Regions from separate parts of the Mus musculus genome. Here all the other regions are linked to region 1. The links are chromatin contacts, called in public HiChIP or PLAC-seq and promoter capture Hi-C maps. All regions are on one chromosome and are shown on one strand. The core of a region is the stretch at or near the end of the contact, and the rest is flanking DNA. Distances in the headings are between cores, read along the strand shown.

What was found. Promoter capture Hi-C pulls out the DNA fragments that hold promoters and counts their contacts. HiChIP or PLAC-seq counts read pairs in DNA pulled down with a chosen protein or histone mark.
Region 2: an H3K27ac HiChIP or PLAC-seq map of microglia shows a contact between it and region 1, with 4 times the contacts expected there. The contact joins the enhancer-like site here to the promoter of Lrrc74b in region 1. A contact is called at or near these places in 4 of 39 promoter capture datasets (cranial neural crest, liver and stem cell-derived epiblast-like cells), 1 of 15 datasets of contacts at CTCF or cohesin (the NIH/3T3 cell line), 1 of 115 datasets of contacts at active chromatin or transcription factors (microglia) and 1 of 9 other capture datasets (pancreatic islet).
Region 3: a contact with region 1 is called in a promoter capture Hi-C map of pre-B cells. The contact joins the promoter of Ydjc here to the promoter of Lrrc74b in region 1. A contact is called at or near these places in 8 of 39 promoter capture datasets (the HPC-7 cell line, embryonic stem cells, fetal liver and 4 more), 2 of 484 Hi-C or Micro-C datasets (embryonic stem cells and pre-B cells) and 2 of 9 other capture datasets (adipose tissue and pancreatic islet).

What each region holds. Positions count from the first base shown.
Region 1 is chr16:17,558,979-17,562,970 of GRCm38.p6, reverse strand. It overlaps Lrrc74b (leucine rich repeat containing 74B), which reads left to right and starts at 1,724. Exons shown (of 9, transcript NM_029053.3): 1 at 1,724-1,892; 2 at 3,092-3,234; 3 at 3,593-3,725. The coding sequence starts at 1,760. It overlaps P2rx6 (purinergic receptor P2X, ligand-gated ion channel, 6), which reads right to left and starts at 1,086. Exons shown (of 12, transcript NM_011028.2): 1 at 788-1,086; 2 at 100-250. The coding sequence starts at 957.
Region 2 is chr16:17,178,441-17,183,025 of GRCm38.p6, reverse strand. The region is part of intron 1 of Ube2l3 (ubiquitin-conjugating enzyme E2L 3); the gene reads left to right. Among named protein-coding and RNA genes, the nearest start is that of Ube2l3, 21 kb to the left of the region's middle. Within about 2 kb of position 1,410, at least 86 of the 459 cell types and tissues checked have an H3K27ac peak or open chromatin away from gene starts, as enhancers often do. A contact at or near this core is called in liver and microglia, where this site is marked.
Region 3 is chr16:17,144,435-17,148,706 of GRCm38.p6, reverse strand. It overlaps Ydjc (YdjC homolog (bacterial)), which reads right to left and starts at 1,740. Exons shown (of 5, transcript NM_026940.4): 1 at 1,561-1,740; 2 at 1,315-1,474; 3 at 1,010-1,109; 4 at 733-910; 5 at 1-551. The coding sequence starts at 1,724. The coding sequence ends at 221. It overlaps LOC115488656 (a long non-coding RNA gene), which reads right to left and starts at 3,836. Exons shown (of 3, transcript XR_003951945.1): 1 at 3,769-3,836; 2 at 3,326-3,541; 3 at 2,683-2,745. Ccdc116 (coiled-coil domain containing 116) reads left to right here and starts at 4,261. Exons shown (of 5, transcript NM_001373948.1): 1 at 4,261-4,272.

The DNA.
Region 1 (3,992 bases), core at 475-2,974:
ACCCTTCCTCCTGCATCCTATGTCTCTCATGCACGGCAGGTGTGGTTGGTGGTGGTGGCTGAAGAATTCTGACTTCCTGCAGCAGCGCTGGGGACCTACCTGTGATGGCTTCACAAAGTCAGCCACGTCCCACAGCCGGTTCTCCAGCTCCTTAACCTGGGTTACAGAAACCCCCTTGAGTTTGGTGATGACAGAAGTCTGAGGGGCCAAGTCCCGTTCCTGGTAGCCTTTTTTGGCCAAGAGGGCCCACCTAGGGAAAGGATGATGGATAGTGTAATGTCTAGATAAGGAGTAGCAGTGCTCACACACTAGGCTCCCAGACCAGCATGGAGGCCTCCACCTTCTGTCTAGCTGCGCCTCTTGCTCTATACCCCTGAGTAGGTGGAGCTCTCAGATGACGATGGTCACTTTTCACAGCCAGTGCCTTCACACACTCAGCAAACCCAGCTCCCTTCTCAAAGACTTTTCGGACATCCAGCTGGTGGTCTCTCTGAGAGGCTTAGTGCTGTGTTGCTCAGAGAATTACTGCCTCCTGCTGCATCAGGGTACCTTAGGGCAGGAGAACTGCAGACGCTAACAGAGACCGAGAAGACGCTGGAGACAAAGCCCCTTACGTGGGCGAATGGATCTTCCACTGTTCTCTGAATGGACTAAAATCCCTTCTGACTACCTCTCACCCCCATTCCCACTTTCCCACCAGCTGGGGTTCTAAAAAGCCAACTTTTATCCCTCGGCAAGCAAGACCCCCCACAGCAGACTCTGCAGTCTGGCCAGGAGCGGTTCTTACCCTATCACGTAGACTACCACTGCCAGCTGCAGCAGCCTCTGGGAGACGCCCACCCGACAGTTCCTGGTTAGCACATATTTCTCCGTCTTGTAATCCAGAAACCCCCAGCTCACGAGTGCTGCTGCGGCTGCAGAAGCCATGTTCCCAGTTCCTGCTGGCTGCAACTGCATGAGTCAGCAGGCAACTTTAGCCGCAGCTGAACTGGAGGCCAAGAAGCCATGCATGGGATTCAGGCCAGTGTTGTTAAAGGGACATCTCAAATTCAGTAGGAGCTGGCTCCTGCCTCATTCCCAAACCCCAGCTGGTGTAGCCCCGCCCCCTTTTGTCCAGAGTCCCTGGGTTGGACCCTATGCATAGAGAGAGGAATAGACCTGTCCCTACCCACTCACTTTGTTTTCTTATATGGTGGGCAGTCAACACGGGGTAACAGAAGCCCAGAGAAGGGGCTCTGAACTCAAACTTGCACATTCCAAAGAGTATAAATTGGGTTTGAGATACCCCTGCTGGCGCAGCAGCATAGCAACCTCTAGATCTTGAGAGAAAGCTGAGACCCTTAGGCAGTGACCGCATAGCTGTGGCCCCAGAGAAAAACTATTGCTAGGCTACAGATCTTCTGTAGAGCCGCTGTCTACTCCAAGCGCCGTAACTAAAACACTAGTTCTGGGGTCAGACTGGAAATGTTTGTGAAAAGAACATGAAGGAGTGACTACCCCCGTGCATGGCAGCGGTAGTCAGCCCTGGGAAAGAGCGTGCCAAGGTTGTGTTTTCTTTTGCAAACAAGACCCGGTTCCCAGGACGACGGCGGGGTGGGAGGGCGGGCACCGTTACTGGCCCCAGAGACCACCTGTTGTCCGTAGATCAGATTCGATTGGTCAAGGAGGCCAGAGGGACCGCCCACATCCCTGGGAAGAGTTCCAGGCGGTGAGCTGTGTGGTTAGAGTCTGCGTCCCGGACTGGGTAGTGAGAGTAAACATGAAGGGTCCCTGCGAAGTTCAGAAGAATGAAGATCAAGAGGGAGAAGCTGCGGCCACTGGGCCTCAGGCAGAGACCCTGGAGGCCGAAAGGTCCTGGACTGCAGATTCACACTCTGCTCTGGAAGCAGAAGGTGCCTCATCCTCCGCGTGGGGTCCTAGTTGGAATCCTCACTTGAGGATATTCCCGCAAAAGTGGTGGGAGGGCAGCTAGAACCGACCGGCACCCTCTGTGGGGGCACATTTCCCAGTATCAGCAGCTGATACCCCTCAAGTCCTTGCCCTCCTGGAGGAATGAGGAGGCCTAACATTTAGAACTGTCTTCTGGAAAACCTGCAAATGAAATACCCTGACAAGCAGTTGTGTCCCAAAGAGTTCGGGGCTGGGCGTTCCAACCTATAGGAAAAACCTAGCTAATGGATATATTGGATTTAAGATTGTTTCCAGCCCTCTGCTCCCAGGGTGTTTATATAGACCTTATGACCCGTGGACTGAGAATGTAGCTCAGTGTAGTGCTTGCCTAGCATGGTTGAAGCATTGAGCTCAAGGCTGAACTTAACCAGCAAGCTGGAGGCCAGCTTTGGTGGTGGTGGTGGAGGTGGTGTGTGTCAGTGTGTCTGTGTATGTGTGTCTCTCTGTGTGTGTCTGTGTCTCTGTGTGTGTGTGTCTGTGTGTCTGTGTGTGTGTCTTTCTGTATGTGTGTCTGTGTCTCTGTGTGTGTGTGTCTGTGTATGTCTGTCTGCCTGTCTGTGTCTGTGTGTGTGTGTCTGTGTCTGTGTGTCTGTGTGTCTGTGTATGTGTGTCTGTCTGTGTGTGTGTCTGTCTCTGTGTGTGTGTGTCTGTGTGTGTGTCTTTGTGTGTGTGTCTGTATGTGTGTCTCTGTGTGTGTGTCTCTGTGTGTGTCTCTGTGTGTGTGTCTGTGTGTATCTGTGTGTCTGTGTGTATGTGTGTCTCTGTGTGTGTGTGTCTCTGTGTGTGTGTCTGTGTGTCTGTGTATGTGTGTCTCTGTGTATGTGTGTGTGTGTGTGTCTCTGTGTGTGTCTCTCTGTGTGTGTCTCTGTGTGTGTGTGTGTGTGTGTATGTTTGGGAAGGTGATCTGTGATACCTGGACGCAGTGGGGCAAGGACAGCAAACATGTCAGCATTAGGCAAATGCTCCCTTTGGTTCACTAGTTTGGTGGCTTTGAGAAAAGACTTAATTAATTTTTAGTGTGGAGGTCCTCATCTAGAATATGGGCACAGTAGCCACCAGAACAAGAAGAAATGGCAGGGGCAGGAAAGGGTCCAGGCTATGCCAGTGATTCGTTCCTTCTTCATCTCCCATCTACTGCTAGGCACCCATGGGCTTGGAGAACGGGTCATGGCTACCCTCTATCTGAAGTCTTGCCGGGCCAATAGTGTTGTGCCAGTTTCTTGTCTTCTGCGCCAAGAGGGTGCCTCTGAATTGAACCTTCGGCACCGTGGCCTGGGGCCCCAGGTATCTGTTGGGGGACACTGGAACCACACTTGGCTGGGAGGATGTAGGAGGTAGTGGCCATCTTGTCCTTGATTCTATCTCAGACACTCAAAGCTGTCTGTGCCACACAAGTCCCATCTCCCATGCCTGCGAGACAGGGTGGAGACTGTGTGACAGAGATGAGGGTGGAATTGTAGGAAGGACTCCAGGAAGTGAGATTGGGCGGCACCTAAAGGTAGAAGCTGATGTTCTCTGGAGGAGGTGGGAGCTCTGGGGATTTAAACTGAAATTATGACCATCTGTATCTCAGTTCAGGGAAGGACCAGGCCCCCCAGGCCACTATGTTCCTCGCCCCTTGTACCTCTCTGCTCTGTTCCAGGGGGTCCGGGCATTGGCTTCCGTATTGACCTCTAATCCCTACATCAAGCGTCTGGATCTTCGGGACAATGGGCTCTGTGGTGCTGGAGCAGAGGCTCTGGCTGATGTCCTGCGTAAGAACAGCATTATCTCTGGTAGGTAGTGCAGGACTTCCGTCTGAGAAGTAGGCAAGCTTGGGGCCCCTCTTTCCCAGGGAAGTGGCTCCCTCCCCAGGCCTTCGATCTTGAGATGTTGCTAGGAGATGAGGAGGGAAGTGCCGGGTTAACCCATGCTGAGCTGCTCTTTGTCTGACCCTCTCCATTGCTCTCACTGGCCTCTCCCTGGTGAGCAGCCTCCCCCCTTGCAGTAGACTCCCAGTGCCTGAGTGCAGGGCAGGAGAGCACAGAGAAGCAGGCACCGAG
Region 2 (4,585 bases), core at 161-2,660, 380 kb after region 1:
CCTCAGGTAATCTGGTTTTAAGGTAGGTCTTCCAATGGTGCAACCAAGAAAAACAGGTGTGCCTGGCTGTTTGGAGTTTAGTAAGTTACAGATAGTCATATTGACAATCGAGATTAGCCATTGCAGAAGATTTTGCCTTTTTAAAGAGCATGCTTCTAGCCAGGTGTGGTAATATATGCCTTTACACCTTTAGTCCCAGCACTGATGAGGCGGAGGTAGGTGTTCTCTGCAAGTTTGAGGCTAATATTGTAGATTTGTGCTACTTGGTAGCACAACAGTCAAGTCTCCATGATAGATAGGACACAATTTCCTACCCCCATTAAACAAAAACAGCAACAACAACAAAACTGGGGGTGGGGGCACTGTGTCAAAATACAGATGTATATATCTGAGTTGGATGGTTCTGTCTGAAAACAAAATACATGGCTGGCCACGCAAGGTAGTCTCCTGTTTTCCCTAATCGGTTAAGGACTTGGGGAAAGTGGTTCCTGGGAGGCCAGCTCTCTGATTCTGCCACACTTTGTCTCCCACACTCTGTACTTAGCCTTCCTGTTGGCCTGTGTGTATCCAATTTTCTTTTACGGGAGAGAGAGGCTAAAATTGAGAAATGGATATTTCCCCTTAGGAAGTAGGACGAAGGGGTGGTCTTAGTCAGTGTGCTATTGCTGTGGTGAAACACATGACCAAGGCAACTTAAAAAGGAAGCAAGGGCTAGTCTATTATCATCATGGTGGGGAGTATGACAGCAGGCAGGTAGGCAGGCAGGCAGGCAGGCAGGCAGGCAGGCAGGCAGGCAGACAGACAGAGACAGGCATGGTGCTGGGGAAGTAGCTCAGAGCTCACATCTGATCCACAGGTTCCAAGCAGAGAGACAGACACTGGTGTGGGCTTTTGACCCCAGTGACACTTTCAACAAGAGCACAAATCCTCCAAGGAGACCATACTTCCTAATCTTTCCCAAATAAAACCATCAACAGGGATTAAGCATTCAGACACATGAGCCTGTGGCAGCCATTCTCATTCAAACTATCTCAGGCAATAATTTAGTGGTAGAGTGCTTGCATTGCCTAGCTCATCTGAGCCCTGGTGTGGAGAGAAAGAGAGAGAGACTTGATATGGTGTTCCAGGCTTGCTTCAGATTTACAATGATTCTCTTGCCTGGGCCTTTAGCTAGGAATACAGTGTACAGCAGCAGTACACCTGATGAGGCCTTGGGTATATCTTTAGCACTACCCAAAACAAACTAAAACAAAAACCCCAGAGAAGCGGAAAAGAATATGTTTTTTTCCGGCTTTCTTCCAAAGCTCTGAGCAGCTGGAATCAAAGAGGGATCTGATCTGCTCTTCCCCTGTGTACTTGTCGCCTTCCAGCAGAAGGGTAAAGGGTTGGCTGGTTCTGCTTTCTCTTGGCTCATATCTTGGTTGTCAGCATTGCACCATCAGCTTTGAACAGCTGACCCCAGGTTGCTTTTGGCATTGAGCAGAACTGAAATAAACCTTTTGAGGAAGTATGTTTTGTAAGTTCATGTCATTCTTGGTTAAGTCTTTCAGACTTGATTCTCAAAGAGATGGGCTACTTCTGTGTTTTCTTTTGTTTTAAAATTAATTTGTATGTGCCCGTGTGTGCATTTGTATGTGCTCATGCTATAGTGTGGAAGTTAGAGGACAGTTAGCCGGAGGCTCTTCTCTCTTTCCACCCTGTGTATCATGGGGAGTGAATTCAGACTGCCTAATTTCAATGGCAAGTACCTTTAGCCTCTGAACTGTCTCACCAGCTTTTCTAAGTTGACTCCTTTCCTTCATTACTTGTAATAAAGCCTTTGGACTTTACCCTCTGCATTTACTTGGATTTCTTGAAATTCTTTCCCAATTCATCATTATCAGGATCATCTCAGTTTTAGGGGCACTGCCATCTCTCAGATCTTTAGATAGAACCTCTGAATGAGCACTGTAGATTTTCAGTTTTCCTTAGTGAAGGTGGAGGCAGTTGTTGCCCTCAGAGCCATCTTGGGCAATGCAGGAACTTTAGCATCCTGGTCATTCTAGTGCCAGTGGTTCCCAGCTAGGTCTACAGAGGCTATTAATTTCAGTAGGGTGTAGCCACGATGTCTGGCATCTCTTTTATATGTGAGACTCAGAATACTGAGATGCATAATCCTGTTCTGGATCCTGTTGTTGCCCTATTGAGAAATGCTTTTTTTTTTAATGTTTTTAGTAAATACTTATTTATTATTATACATAAGTACACTGTAGTTGTCTTCAGACGCACCAGAAGAGCGCATCAGATCTCATGGGTGGTGTGAGCCACCATCTGGTTGCTGGGAATTGAACTCAGGACCTTTGGAAGAGCAGTCAGTGCTCTTACCTGCTGAGTCAGCCCTGAAATGCTCTTCTATTAGGCTACCCAGTCCTCTCTGCAGGTGACAGTTCTCTCACTTCATCTTTTTTTTTTTTTTTTTTTTAAAGTAAATTTTTTTTTTAAAGATTTATTTATTTATTATATGTAAGTACACTGTAGCTGTCCTCAGACACTCCAGTCAGATCTCGTTATGGATAGTTGTGAGCCACCATGTGGTTGCTGGGATTTGAACTCCTGACCTTCGGAAGAGCAGTCGGGTGCTCTTACCCACTGAGCCATCTCACCAGCCCTCACTTCATCTTTTTTGTTTTTGTTTTTGAGACAGGGTTTCTCTGTGTAGCCCTGGCTGTCCTAGAGCTCACTCACTCTGTAGATCAGGCTGGCCTTCAACTCACAAAGATCTGCCTTCACTTCTTTTGTTTTTTTTAATTATTAATTTTTAAAAAATATTTTATTTATTTATTATATGTAAGTACACTGTAGCTGTCTTCAGACACTCCAGAAGAGGGCGTCAGATCTCGTTACAAATGGTTGTGAGCCGCCATGTGGTTGCTGGGATTTGAACTCCAGACCTTCGGAAGAGCAGTCGGGTGCTCTTACCCACTGAGCCATCTCACCAGCCCTTACTTCTTTTTATAATCAGTTCTTTGTTGATTAAAATTGTGCAAAAAAAGTTGTCTTTCCTTCTTGGGAAACCTTAACCTGACAGCAAAGAGAGTTTAGTCACTCTACTTTAGATTTCCTGAGCCATCAGCTCAGCACTCACTGGGTGACGCCCTTCCTTCTGTGGTCAGAAGGCTTGGGGCTTTTGTATCTACTTGATAATCTTAGCACTGAGAAATACCCTTCCATAGGTTCCATAGGTTTTCCTTTTCCCAAGACAGAGTATCATGTACTCCATACTAGCTTTGAGACTCCCTGTGTATCCTAGGATGACTTTGAATTTACTTTAAAAAAAATACTTTTATGGGTATTTGATCTAAGTGTATGTTTGTGTACCTAGCGGTCCAGGAGGTGTTGGTTGACCTGGGGTTGTAGTTAGAGGTGGTTGTGATTTACCCTCTTTGTGTAGGAATTGAACTCAGGGCTTTGTACATGCTAGGCAAGCATTCTGTGAACTAAGCTAGTCTCAGAGAACACTATATGCCTTTTATTTACTTATTGTTTTTGTAGTTCTGGAATTGAATGCTGTGAGGCCTTGTGCGGCCAGCCAGCCACTCACCCCACTGCTAAGCTTCTACAACCCAGTCTAAAGTCTCTAAACAATGTTGAGGTTTTTTTCTTTTTGCCCTGTTAAACTGAAGTCCAGATTTCCCCATCTTTGTAATTCTCTTGAAATTTGCCTGATGTTTATACTGTTCATATTGTTAATACAGAGCTCTGAAGCTACAAAGTGTGCTCTCTACACAGGATATTTTAATTTTTCTTTTATAAACATTAAATATTTTCTTTGTTGTTGTTTCTTTCTTAGTTATCTTTTTGTTGTTGTTGATGATGATGATGATGGTGATGGTGGTGGTGCTGAGATGGGGTTTCTCTCTGTGTAGTCCTGGCTGTCCTGGTACTCACTCTGTATAGCGGGCTGTCAATAAACGCTGAGATCTGTGCTTCTGTCTCCACAGTGCTGAGACTAAAGACATTCACCATCATCACGCCTGGCTGTCTTTTTTGGTTGTCTTAATTTCAAATTTCTTTTTTTTTTTTTTTTTGAGACAGGGTTTCTCTGTATAGCCCTGGCTGTCCTGGAACTCACTCCGTAGACCAGACTGGCCTTGAACTCAGAAATCCGCCTGCCTCTGCCTCCTGAGTGCTGGGATCAAAGGCATGCGCTACCATGCCCTGCCGGAGTATTTTCTTTGAAGAATAGTGGTTAATGAAGTGGGAAACCTTCCCCTTCTTGAGTGTGTCCATATTTCATAGTGCCCAGACAATTGATGAGTTCTGAATGTCAGCCGAAGACCAAGATGTCAGTTGGCAGGTTAGACACTCAGCTTTCTTGATGCTTTCTTTGTAGATCAGTCAGGTTGTCACATTTTCTTGTCCCCTGGTATATATAGATCAGGGGCCTATGGGATTATTAGGCCTTTCTTAGAAGTGGATTGGTTAAGCATGGCAATACCCTTTCCCTTCTTGTGTCGCTTTCCAGTATTAAAGCCCCCCAAGTGATGGTGGCCACACCTTTAATCCCAGCACAGATGTAGAGACAGGCACATCTCTGAATTTGAGG
Region 3 (4,272 bases), core at 491-2,990, 410 kb after region 1:
GCCAGGTAAGGCTGCCCAAGGTCGGCCTACTACTCACTACTCAGCCTAGAGGACCTGGAAACAGGATTTAGTGGCTTTTCACTCTAGGAAGTCAGACCCTGCTCCAAGGCCTGACTGAACTGGAACTTTAGCCTTGGCCTTCCTCCATAGTTTTAGGCAGTTTGTAGCTGGCCTTCGGTGTCTGAGTGAGGAAGGCTCCAGGAAAGGTTCCAGAGTTGCCTCACAAGGGGACCCCTTCCCCAGGCCTTTTGGAATCCAGGTCATCAATGGCGCAGAGCTGCACACCATTTTGGGCCAGCCAAGCCCGCAAAGTGGGTGCTGTGAGAACGTGCAGCTCATGCAGCCGCTCCCAAGAACAAGAGAACGCATCTGGGCCCTCACCGCAGCCCCCTGCTGGAGGCACACTGGGGTATCCGGGATGTGCCATCAGCTCGGCAGTCAGGGCGTGGCCAGCAGGGATATCTTCCAGGGCCCGCGCCAGTGACCCCAAGACTCGGTGAGCTGACATATGCCGGCCACAAGTGCTCAGGCCCACAAAGGCATCGGTCCACCTGTGAGTGCCAGGATATCAGAGGTGTTGCCTCAAGGACCGGTCGGGATAGGCAGAGGGTGGAGCAGGACAGTAGGTCAACTCCTAACTTTTTTTTTTTTTTTGGTTGAGAAAAACCAACCAAAACTGGGATCTTTGGGGACGTGGCAGGGTTGGATGTAGTTGGGAAGGCTGATGCTCACCGCAGGCCGTGGCGAGAGAAGGGGCCAATTGCGGCCCGGGCATCGCGCTCCACCGTGCAGGCGAAGGCGCGCGCTGGCGCTTCGAGCCACGCGCAGCTGCCCACGCCACGTTCTGCCGGCAGCCGTGTGAAGCGGACCCCGTACGCCTGCAGCGCCTCGGCGAACACCTGACACACGCCTGCTTGGAGGGGTGGGCGCAGAGGGGAGTCTCCATCGACCTCCCATCAACCCAGGAAAGAAGCCCCACCCCCCGCCCTGGGAGTATCAAGCCGCGTACCTGGAAGCACATGCACGTGCTGGTGACCGTCCACGTGCGTGGGGGACCTGCCCAGCAACTCCCGGAAGCGGCTGAGTTGAGCTTCTAGTTCCTCCCGCACCTGAAGGGAGGGGCACAGATACTATGAGCTTCGGGAAGCAGCCACAAAACTAGGAGCTCCGTCTGGTGCCACGATGCGACTGCTCCAGCCTTTGAACTAGAGAGTATACCCAGCATCCGCTTTTGACCCAACGACTTCCATGATACCCTCTGGGCTGAGATTTGAAGATCAAGATGAGTATTCCCCTGCAGCCACGTCTCCGCACCTGGGGCAAAGCAACGTCTCCAGCCGCTAAAGCCTCCCGAAATCCCATCTTGCCGAGAAAGAAGCCTTCGGGGCTGAGGAGCGACGAGGCGTTGTGGCGGGCCGGGCCCACCGGACGGCCCTCAGACAGGTTGGCGTGAAGACCCGTGGGAATGCTGTGCCTACGGGCAGAGCGCGAGAGCGATCACCGGCTGCCACCAAGTGGGAGCCCCTAAACCAGCCGGGTCCTGTAGGGGACCGCCCTCACCTGCGGGCCAGCTCGGCCGCACTCTCTGCGGCTGTGCCGTTAACCAGCAGTGACACGCTGGTCACAGTTCCTGCCAGGAAGGCCTCTACGATGCCCTCATCGCGCCGCGGGCAATAACCAAAGTCATCAGCGGTGACAACCAGCCGCACGCGGGGAAAAGCCATGGCTGCCAAACCCTGGCTGGAGAGCAGAGGGAATAGGTTGGAGCATCCAGACCCCGCCCTCGAACGCTGCCGAGGCCCCACCCCGACGCACACGCCTAAATGCGGCTGCAAGCCGCCATTGTTCTCGCCACCTAGAGGTCTCTGAATGTCCTGCTAACGCTCTGCAAATTTTATTTTTTTGTTCGTGTGTGTGTGTGTGTGTGTGTGTGTGTGTGTGTGTTTATGTATATATACATATGTATGTATATACGTGTATACACGTGTGTGTGTATATATAGTATATATATACATACATAAATACACACACACACATATATGTGTTTATACTTATGTATATATACATGTATATATACATATGTATGTATATACGTGTATACACGTGTGTGTGTATATATAGTATATATATATACATACATAAATACACACACATATATATGTGTGTTTATACTTATGTATATATACATGTATATATACATATGTATGTATATATGTGTATACACGTGTGTGTATATATATAGTATATATAAACACACACATATATATGTATATACGTGTATACACGTGTATATATATATATATGTATATATATATACATACATAAATACACACACGCATATGTGTGTGTGTGTGCGCGTGTGTGCATGCGCGCCTGGTTTTGATCCACAATGTGAACGCATACTGGTAACCGAACTTCAGTCCTTTGCAAGAACTGTAAGCTTTCCTAACCACTGAGTTCTCTAGCTCATTTTTTTATTTTTGAACTGTAATTTTTTTTAATGTCGAAAAGGAGAAATATATTCAAGAGAAATTCCCCTTGCTCTTCTCAGTGTTTATCATTACTAAGTTTCTGGGCAGTATATTGTCCTTCCATTATTTTCTCTGAGAAAAAAACCAGCCACCTACCTTTCTCCATCACTCAATGATGATGCCAAGTTATTTCATTCTTGTAATGCTGCTCTTCTTTGTTTCAGTCTGTTCCTCACTGATTCTCCCAAGGGGAGGCTTTTTCTTAGCAAAAGCTCTAAACAACAAGAAAACTGGCAGATTTACTCAAGAAAGCACTAGTTCACTTTCACCTTGAGCTTAAGGCAATGCTTACATCCGTCACCTCACTTTTGGACTTTGTCCAGTAAGCTTCCTTATCCATGACTTACCTATAATCACCATGGTGACATGGTAATGTGGCTGTCTTGATACTGTTTTGAAACAGTCTTATGTATACCAGGCTGACCTCACTATTCATTCAGCTGAGGCTAGCCTTGAACGTCTGATCCTAGAGCTTCCACCTGTCCAGTGCTGGAGCTACAGGTATGTGCTACCACGCCTGGTTTTTGTGGCACAGGAAATTAAACCAAAGACTTCATGCATGTTAGGCAAGCATTCTGCCAACTGAGAAGCATTCATTATAGGATGTCTGTTTCTTGATTCAAGCCCATGATATTGGTAATTTACTACTGTTTTACAGCTAAGAGACCTGAAGGTTCATGAGAGAGATGGGGCAGGAACCCTTCCCTACAAGTTGAAGCCTGACCTGCTCTGGGCTCCTCAATCCTGATGCCTGCGTGACAGGCAGAAGGGAGAGAACTTGATTGTAACAGTACCTGGTGACGTTTCATAAGGGTTGGAGGCCTCGAAGAACCCTTCAGCCAAGTTCTTGGCATAAACACTGCTGTGTCTGATCATAGTGACTGTTGAACCATCGGGTGTCATTCAGCCACTGGGGCCCTCTGAGAAACTGCTTTTGGAAAGGCCAGAGGCCCTGAGGCCATGGAACGCTGAGAACCACAGATTGGGAGGAGAAAACTCTACAGCACCTACTGTATCAGGAATGGGGTTATTAGGGATTAGGGCTAACTGCTTTGATTCTTGCCCTAAAGAAGTGAAGCTGTTAGACAAGGAAGAAAAAAATGTGGCAGGGGAGGATGGACTTGCTGTGGGTATGTTGGCAATGACAGGCTTCCTAGGATTGAAGGGAGGAAGGAAAACTGTAGAGGTGAGTTTATATGGCGCTTCCATATAGTGTAAACTGTGTTGTAATACTCACTTGTGGAAGGGTCCTCAGCTCCATTATGAGGAGCTGGTGTTGAGGGGCTAAGTCATATTAGTAAGAAAAAGCAGGGGCAGGAACTAGGCTGTTCAGAAAACCAGGACTCTTCACTTGAAAAGGAAGATGCGGCCTAGTCCACACTGCATTGATGAGGGAAAGGGATCCTTAAGAGGAAGCCAACGGAGTGGGAGGTCCAGGAATGAGCTGAGGAAGGTGTTTAAATCACAAATTGAGGCTATCGCTTCCGCCCTGAGAATTAGAGAAACAAGACCCAGATTCAGACGTCTTGGCTGAATATAACCATCCCCAAGAACTATACTTAGCTGGCTGGACAGAAAAAAAAAAAATCCAACGGGTGGGGGAGGAGCCAATCTGGGCCCCTCCCCCAACCATTGTGTCGGGGAGGCTAGTGAATGAGAGGCCAGATTCTGTCCAATCAGGATAAGGTATGTAAATGAGCATCCTAGGATGCTAAGGGGGTAGGATTCCAGTTCTCTGTGC